2 separate regions of the Pan troglodytes genome follow, and region 1 is linked to region 2. The links are chromatin contacts, called in public Hi-C maps. All regions are on one chromosome and are shown on one strand. Each heading gives the region's core, a stretch centred on a gene start, on an enhancer-like site or on the middle of the called end of the contact. The rest is flanking DNA. Distances are from core to core; before and after follow the strand shown. Region 1 overlaps MSN (moesin). Region 2 holds the start of MSN (moesin).

Region 1 (3,595 bases), core at 744-3,243, 39 kb after region 2:
GAGACTTACTTTATTAATGATGGGTCTGCACTTCTTTTATTTCAGCAGCTTTGAAGTTTCATGGGAGTTGAAGGAATCTGTTGTTCTTGGCTGCCTGGATATGAACCCATTACTCAAATTCCCTTCCTCTTTCTCTGCTCTGTGCCCTCCTCAATCCCCAGCTTGAGTCTTGGCTATGCCTATTACTGGGGGCCTTCCCAACCAGTTGCTATTCAAGTTTTTCCAAAGGAAACAGTTCTGGAAACAGGGCTTTCTGAGTTCTCCTTCCATGGTGTTATAAAATATTTAGTCTCCCTAGAATGGGTGGTGGTGATTGTCTCAGATCCTGAAAGTTAGGCCTGCCCTCTGTTGAAAGCTAAACTTCCAAGCAGTGCCAGCTTGGAGTTTTTCACGGAAACAAATTGATCCAGCCTCCTCCACATAGTTTTTTTTTTAGATCAATAATAGTATGCTTGAAGTATCTACTGTTTTCTAAATGTCAGGCTGGCACTATGGCTTACTAAATAGGCTAGTGGATCAAAAGCCAGGTTTTTTTTTTTTTTTTTTTGAGACGGAGTCTTGCTTCGTCACCCAGGCTGGAGTGCAGTGGCGCGATCTTGGCTCACTGCAATCTCCGCTTCCCGGGTTCAAGCAATTTTCCTGTCTCAGCCGCCCTAGTAGCTGGGACAACAGGCACACAACACCATGCCTGGCTAATTTTTTGTATTTTTAGTAGAAACAGGATGTCACCATATTGGTCAGGCTGGTCTCGAACTCCTGACCTCAGGTGATCCACCCACCTTGGCCTCCCAAAGTGCTGGGATTACAAGTGTGAGCCACCGCGCCCAGCCTCAAAAGCCAGGTTTTTAGCCCCTCCTCCCACACTGCCTAGCAGCTATGTGGCTCTGGGTCAGTGCCTACCTTTCTTTGGACCTCAGTTTCCCCAGCTGTATGTTGCAAGGTTCGAATCGAGTGATCTCTGAGGTCTTTTTCAGGTCTGACAGTTTGGGATTCTGGACTGTTTATTTTCTTAGAGGACAAGTTTAAGTTCAGAAGGGAGAAGCCATATGAGATTCTAGGATGCATGGGTTGAAATAATGAGAAAATGTAAAAAGAGGAATGGCCATGCTAAGGAGCTGGTGTGTCAGCCCATGTGCCTAAGAAGGAGAGATGAGTTGGGGCTGGAGAGTATTTGCCCTGGGGGTATGGTTTGGCTAAGGTGATTTTGAAAGTAAGAACTGAAGTTAGGTTCAGACACTAAGGAGATGGTTTTCTTCCAGACTTTCACGTGTGGAGAGAAAAACAAGAGGGCTTTACCTGGGCCTGAGGTTGAACAAAAGGCCATGCAATTACGGCTGGATTAACGAAGAAACTAACTTGCTAAAGTGACATCACTGTTTCTGATTTTTTTCTTTCAATTTTCACCTCTGACCTGAACTCTGCTCCCACAGGGACAAGGTGGTTATATTTCCATTGCTAACCCTCACACATATGGTAATTGGAGGAGTAACTCTCAGTTTCCAGTGTGCCCTTGTCTTCCAGTTGAAATGCTTCTTGAGGAGCTTTGGATGACAGGGCTGGGTCAAAACAAATGAAAGGGGACCCTTGTCTCTGACGCCCTCTGGAGCAGTTGGAGTGGTTGAAGAAATACTGCTAACCCATTAAGGTGTGAGTGAGGTTGGGTGTTGTTCTCCTTTCTAGAAGCTACTGGGAAAAGGCACAGGCATAGGAAAGGTTAACCCCAGTCAGGTTTTATGGGCTGTATTGAGAGTCTGGAAGAGGTCCTAGCAGATAACTGTACCAGTTACCACTTCCAAGTCAACAGGGAAGAGGCTGACTTGCTGGGAAGTGAGTGAGTCAGTGAAGGAAGAGGAGGAGGAGCAGAATGGCCCCTAGGCTAAAGATTCAAAGCAAACCTTGTTTTCCCTCTTATGGAAAAGAGCTAGTTGAGACAGTGCTGTCATCCAGAGAGGCAAAACAGACCAGGACCTGCCCTGCCCTGCCTTGGCCCCACTCTTAGTAGCAGGAAATGGTGGGAACTGGAGCCTAAACAATGGAGTTTAGCTTCCGACCTGATGAAGGCAGTGTGAGTGACGCTGTGATGACTATTCTCTGGCCAAGGAAGATACTAGAACTCTGGGATTGCGTTGGTAGGGCACATCCTTCTTCTGGCTCCCCTGCCCCACTTATACTTGCCTTCTTCTCTACACCAGCAGCCCCACTGAAAGCCCAGCGGGGGTGGCCCCTTGGGGAGGTGGCAGGTGGAAATGAGGTCATTGAGCTCAGACCCAACTGGGCTGACTCACAACCTCTGCCCCAGTGAGACAAGGGGACCTTCCCAAGCAGTGCTTCCCAGATGTGCCCAGGCTTCCTATGCCAGAATGTTTGAGTCTTAGCCAAAATAGTTGCCAAGCCAGTGTCTGAAGACAACATGACAGGAGAGGTGGGTGGAGTTGTGGAAGGAGCTCCAGGAATGTCCAGAAGACCCGCCCCCACTACTTGTTGGCTGAGTAAATGTGACCTCAGTGATGTTAAGTGAGACTGTGTGTGATGAGGCCGACACATTGTTGGCATTCAGTAAGTGTTCATTTCCATCCTTCTGTCACCTGCCTCTATGCACTTCAGTTTTCTCATCTATGAAGTGGGGATGGTAATGTTCATCCCCTCAGCTCGGAGGTCCATGCTCCAGGCAAGTTACTTGTAATTATTTGACTTACTCTCTGCTTTTCTCTCTGACTCTTCCAAACTTCTCTCCAGGAAAGAGCCATCTTATAGTTCAGTGACATGGGGTAGGTGAGGGGAAACCATTGCTAATCCCTTTTGCTGTAGCTGGGCTACCGCTCACCTGGGTGCTTCTGATGATAGGCAAAGAGAGAGTTGCTTATGTGAAACTGGCAGGCCCAGACACCAAAGTACCTCAGCTGCTGGTGCCAAGACAGAGGTAGCATCTGGCCTGGTTACTTTTGTGTCTCAGCCCAGCTAACTGGAGACATGAGAGAGAACCCAGTTTGTTGAAGGCTTTGGACAGTGTACCACCGAGATGAGTTTGTTTGTGCTTAGTGAAGTGCTTGGTGTGGGAAGCGTCTATGTTGAATTGCTCAGTAAATAACAGTGGGCTTATTGTTCTTGGGCAACGGGTGGGAGGGCCAGTGCATGTGAGAGGATGACACTCCCCCTTCCCCAAACACACATGCAGACATTTTGTTATTGTTCCTTCAAACCTTAATGTTCTTCTGAGACACAGTCTTTAACCTCATGCTGTGCCTAGATCCTCAGGGCCTGGCTTAGGCAGGGATCTAGGCATATAAACAGTTCTCTTCTGGGGACTACATCTTGAAATGCTACCCCATCCGGGTCAGCTCCTGTATTCCTGTCAAACTGAAGGACTGGAAGGACTGGCTGGGAATTTTCTGCCAACTTTGGAAACTTCATTTTTAGGTTCTTTCCTCCCAAACAAGACCACTGTCTTCTCTTTAGGGAGAGAGCAGCGTCTAGGCCCGAAAAGAAGACCATGGGTGCCCACTAAGGGTGAGCATCCAGTGGGCCCTCTGTGGCAGTGGGTCTGGGCCTGCAGCCCATCTTGCACTCTTGAATCCCTGATTAATCTAAGAGAGAA
Region 2 (3,505 bases), core at 621-3,120:
ATGTCAGAGTGGGAAAGGACCTTGGAAGCCCCGGAGTCCAGTCCTTTCTTGCTACAGAAATGGAAACTGAAGCCCAGAGAGGGGGAGGGAATTACCCAAGGCCACATAGTGGTCACAGGATGAGTTAATGGCAGAGCTATATGTAGAAGCCAGGTGTCCTGACCTCTCAAGTATCCTTTCCATTGTCTCAAACTGGCTTACCATCTGTGGTGCCTTACCTCACAAAGGATACTCAGACCATGCCTTCAGATGGTTGCCAGTGGAGAGGAGGAAAAAAGGACTATGGCCAGCCACTTTCAAACTAAAACTCGGACTTATTTTATTTTACTTTTTCTGGAGACGGAGTCTTGTGCTATTGCCCAGGCTGGAGTGCAGTGGCCCAATCTGGGCTCAGTGCAGCCTCTGCCTCCCGGAAGCGATTCTCCTGCCTCATCCTCCCGAGTGCCTGGAACTACAGGCACGTGCCATCACACCCGGCTAATTTTTTTGTTTTTTTTTTTCGTATTTTTAATAGAGATGGGGTTTCGCCATGTTGAGCAGGCTGGTCTCAAACTCTTGACCTCTAGTGATCTGCAGGTCTTGGCCTCCCAAAGTGGTGGGATTACAGGTGTAAGCCACTGCACATGGTCTCACTTACTATTATTATTATTATTTTTGAGACAGAGTTTCACTCTGTTGCCCTGGCTGGAGTGCACTGGCTCAGTCATGACTCACTGTAACCTCCGCCTCCCGGGTTCAAGCGATTCTCCCTCCTCAGCCTCCCGAGTAGCTCGGATTACAGGCACGTGCCCGGCTAATTTTTGTAATTTTAGTAGAGATGGGGTTTCACCATGTTGGCCAGGCTGGTCTTGAACTCCTGACCTCAGATGATCAGCCCGCCTCAGCCTCCCAAAGTGCTGGGATTACAGGAGTGAGCCACTATGCCCGGCCCTCACTTATTTTTTTTATATAGATATGGGAGGGGGTCTTGATATGCTCCCCAGGCTGGTCTCGAATTCCTGGGCTCAAGCAATCCTCCTGCATCAGCCTCTCAAAGTGTTAAGATTACAGTCATGAGCCACCACACTCAGCCTAAAACTCAGACTTGACCAGACGACTTCAACAGTCTAGAACACTGCCATCCTGGGATTCTGTGACCTTGACAAGAAGGAGAAAGGGAGCTGGCAGACAAACCCCAAGGGTGTGGACTAGGGAGGTCACATCTAACCTGAGGGAATTATAGCCAGCCCCATCAGGACATCAGAAAGTGAATGTACTGGGAGAGGGGCTAAAGGATCAGGTCACTGATTTGAGGAAGGTGAAGACTGGGATTTAGATGAAGGAAAGATAAATGAGGACTGAGCAAGGATGGGTAGGAAATATGATGGGGAGAGTCCTACGGAAGAGAATGGATGAAGTGTTTTAAGAGGTGAGGCAGTTTAGCCAAAAGAAGAGAAGTTTCCTGTGGACCTGAGATCTTCAGGCCTTTGAGGAGCTGTTAGGGACAACAGGGGATCTGTGTGGCCTCAGGGAGCAGAACTGAGATCCATGGATGGAAGCCATAGAGAAAAGGAGTTCAGACACGGCAAGAACTTTCTAAGAGCCAGAGCTGTCTAGAGAAGGAAAAGATAGGTAGTGAGCTCCCCATCAGTGGAAAGTTGCAGTCAGGGGCTGAGTAAGCATCTGTCAGGGCCCAGGGTCTGGGCCCTGAGTGGGGGTGGGGCTGGAAGGCCAGGACGTGGAAGGCTAGGGGCTGTGACCGGGGTGGGAGAGGAGCCGGGTGGGTCTGGGTGGGGAGCGGTAGCTACCCTAGGTCCGCCCGGGCCCAGCCGGGCCCCCCACGTGGCCGCTGTGGCCTGGCTGCGCCGGGCCTGGCCAGGCGGGGCTGGGCGGGGCAAGGCCAGCGGTCGGCGGGGAGGCGGGCGCGAGGGCGGGGAGCGGCGCGGAAGCCGGGCCACATAAAGGAGCGGGCGGCGCGACAGGGGCGGCTCTTTCCTGGGTGGGGTTTGTGAAGTCGTGGCCCGTTAGCAGGAAGCCTAACAGTCGCCCCGACGCTAGTGAGGGACCCAATCTGAGTCCCCGGCCAGCCGAATCCAAGCCGTGTGTACTGCGTGCTCAGCACTGCCCGACAGTCCTAGCTAAACTTCGCCAACTCCGCTGCCTTTGCCGCCACCATGCCCAAAACGGTGAGTGCCGGGGGTGGGCGCTGTCGACCCCAATGGCTCTGGCTGAGCCTCATAGCCCTTTGCTGATGGCTGAGGGCTTGGCCAGCCACCGGCCCGCCTGGGACGCCGCGCCCTCCGCCATAGCCAAGGGTAGGGAGGGGACCGGAGTGGGATCCTGGTCTGGTGCACCCTCAGGGGTTGAGGGGGTGTCCAGGCTGGAAGTTTGGACGGGGCGAGGCCTGCCTCTTTCTCAGGTTCCAGTTCCCTGTGTCTGAGATGCAACAGTCAGGACGGCTTCGTTGGGGCCTGGGGTTTCCCCTTTTCCCTGATGGGCCATGGGCACAGAGGAGAGGATTCTGGTCCAGAAGACAACACTTTCCCCAACCCAGGAATTGGCACCTTTCTGGGGCAAGGCTGCCAATGTCCAAGAGGGGACATGGGAACAGAGAAGCAGGGAGAAAGGAGGGAGCCGCTCGGGGCGGATCCGGCACCCCCACTCATCTTTCCCACAGCCTCACCGGGTGGCTCCAGCTGTTTTCCACTAGGAGGTGAGGAGAGAGATGTGAGGAAATCGTCATCGAGGCTGCACCCGAGAGCACCAACACTTATTTAGGCACCAGTCTGAGGAGAGGCCTACCCCATCTCCTGGGAGAGAGGACCGGTTTCTCCCTCCTCTCCACCTCCAAATCCCTGCCCCTCCTATTGCTTAATGCCTCTCTATCTCCTCCTATCCCCTCCGGACTATTTTGTGTGGTGTGGGTTCTCTCGTGGGGCCACACCTTTCTAGAGTGGTGGTTGATTTGGGGATGCGTCTCCACCCCACTGGCTGTTATGAGAGGAACAGAAGCCTCCTGGGAGTGGGGATAGGGGGGCCGGATGCCCAGGAGGGAGAGGGGAGGAGGGGTGTGCCTGACTAATGAGCTCTGCTTGCTTTTGTGCAAGTCATGCCAAATGGCTGCTGAGGCCCTTCCCTTGCTCAGAAAGGCCTGGTGACCACCCTGGCTTGAGTCCCTTAGGCCAAACAGCTTGTTGAGCTGGCCTAGGCAATGCAGTGCTCCCAAACATGTCTCCCCAGGACTGCTTGAGCCTTGTAGAGGTGAGATAGTGACTAGTAGCTTTGAAAAGGGCTGAAGGCCCCTGGGATGAGAGGAGGCGAGTTGGGGGCCCAGCCTTTTGGGTTTGTGATGAGCTTTGGTTGCCACGTTACTGTATACCAGCCTCACTGCCAAGTCGTTCTTGCCTTTCCAGAACCTTGTCCTTCAGAAACACCAAGTTTTCAAAAAGTATGTGCTTTCACTGTCTATCTCCTTTAAATTGCTTGTGGTTTTAGGACATGAGGCTTTTACACACTTTCTTCCCTA

The links. Hi-C and Micro-C count contacts between places; a contact is called where the count stands out from the background.
Region 1: a contact with region 2 is called in a Hi-C map of stem cell-derived neural progenitor cells, with 1.5 times the contacts expected there. The contact joins the enhancer-like site here to the promoter of MSN in region 2. A contact is called at or near these places in 2 of 7 Hi-C or Micro-C datasets (blood and stem cell-derived neural progenitor cells).

Annotation. Positions count from the first base shown.
Region 1 is chrX:63,354,593-63,358,187 of NHGRI_mPanTro3-v2.0_pri, forward strand. The region is part of intron 1 of MSN (moesin); the gene reads left to right. Among named protein-coding and RNA genes, the nearest start is that of MSN, 38 kb to the left of the region's middle. Within about 2 kb of position 1,994, at least 7 of the 24 cell types and tissues checked have an H3K27ac peak or open chromatin away from gene starts, as enhancers often do. A contact at or near this core is called in stem cell-derived neural progenitor cells, where this site is marked.
Region 2 is chrX:63,316,055-63,319,559 of NHGRI_mPanTro3-v2.0_pri, forward strand. It overlaps MSN (moesin), which reads left to right and starts at 1,871. Exons shown (of 13, transcript XM_016943122.3): 1 at 1,871-2,165. The coding sequence starts at 2,154.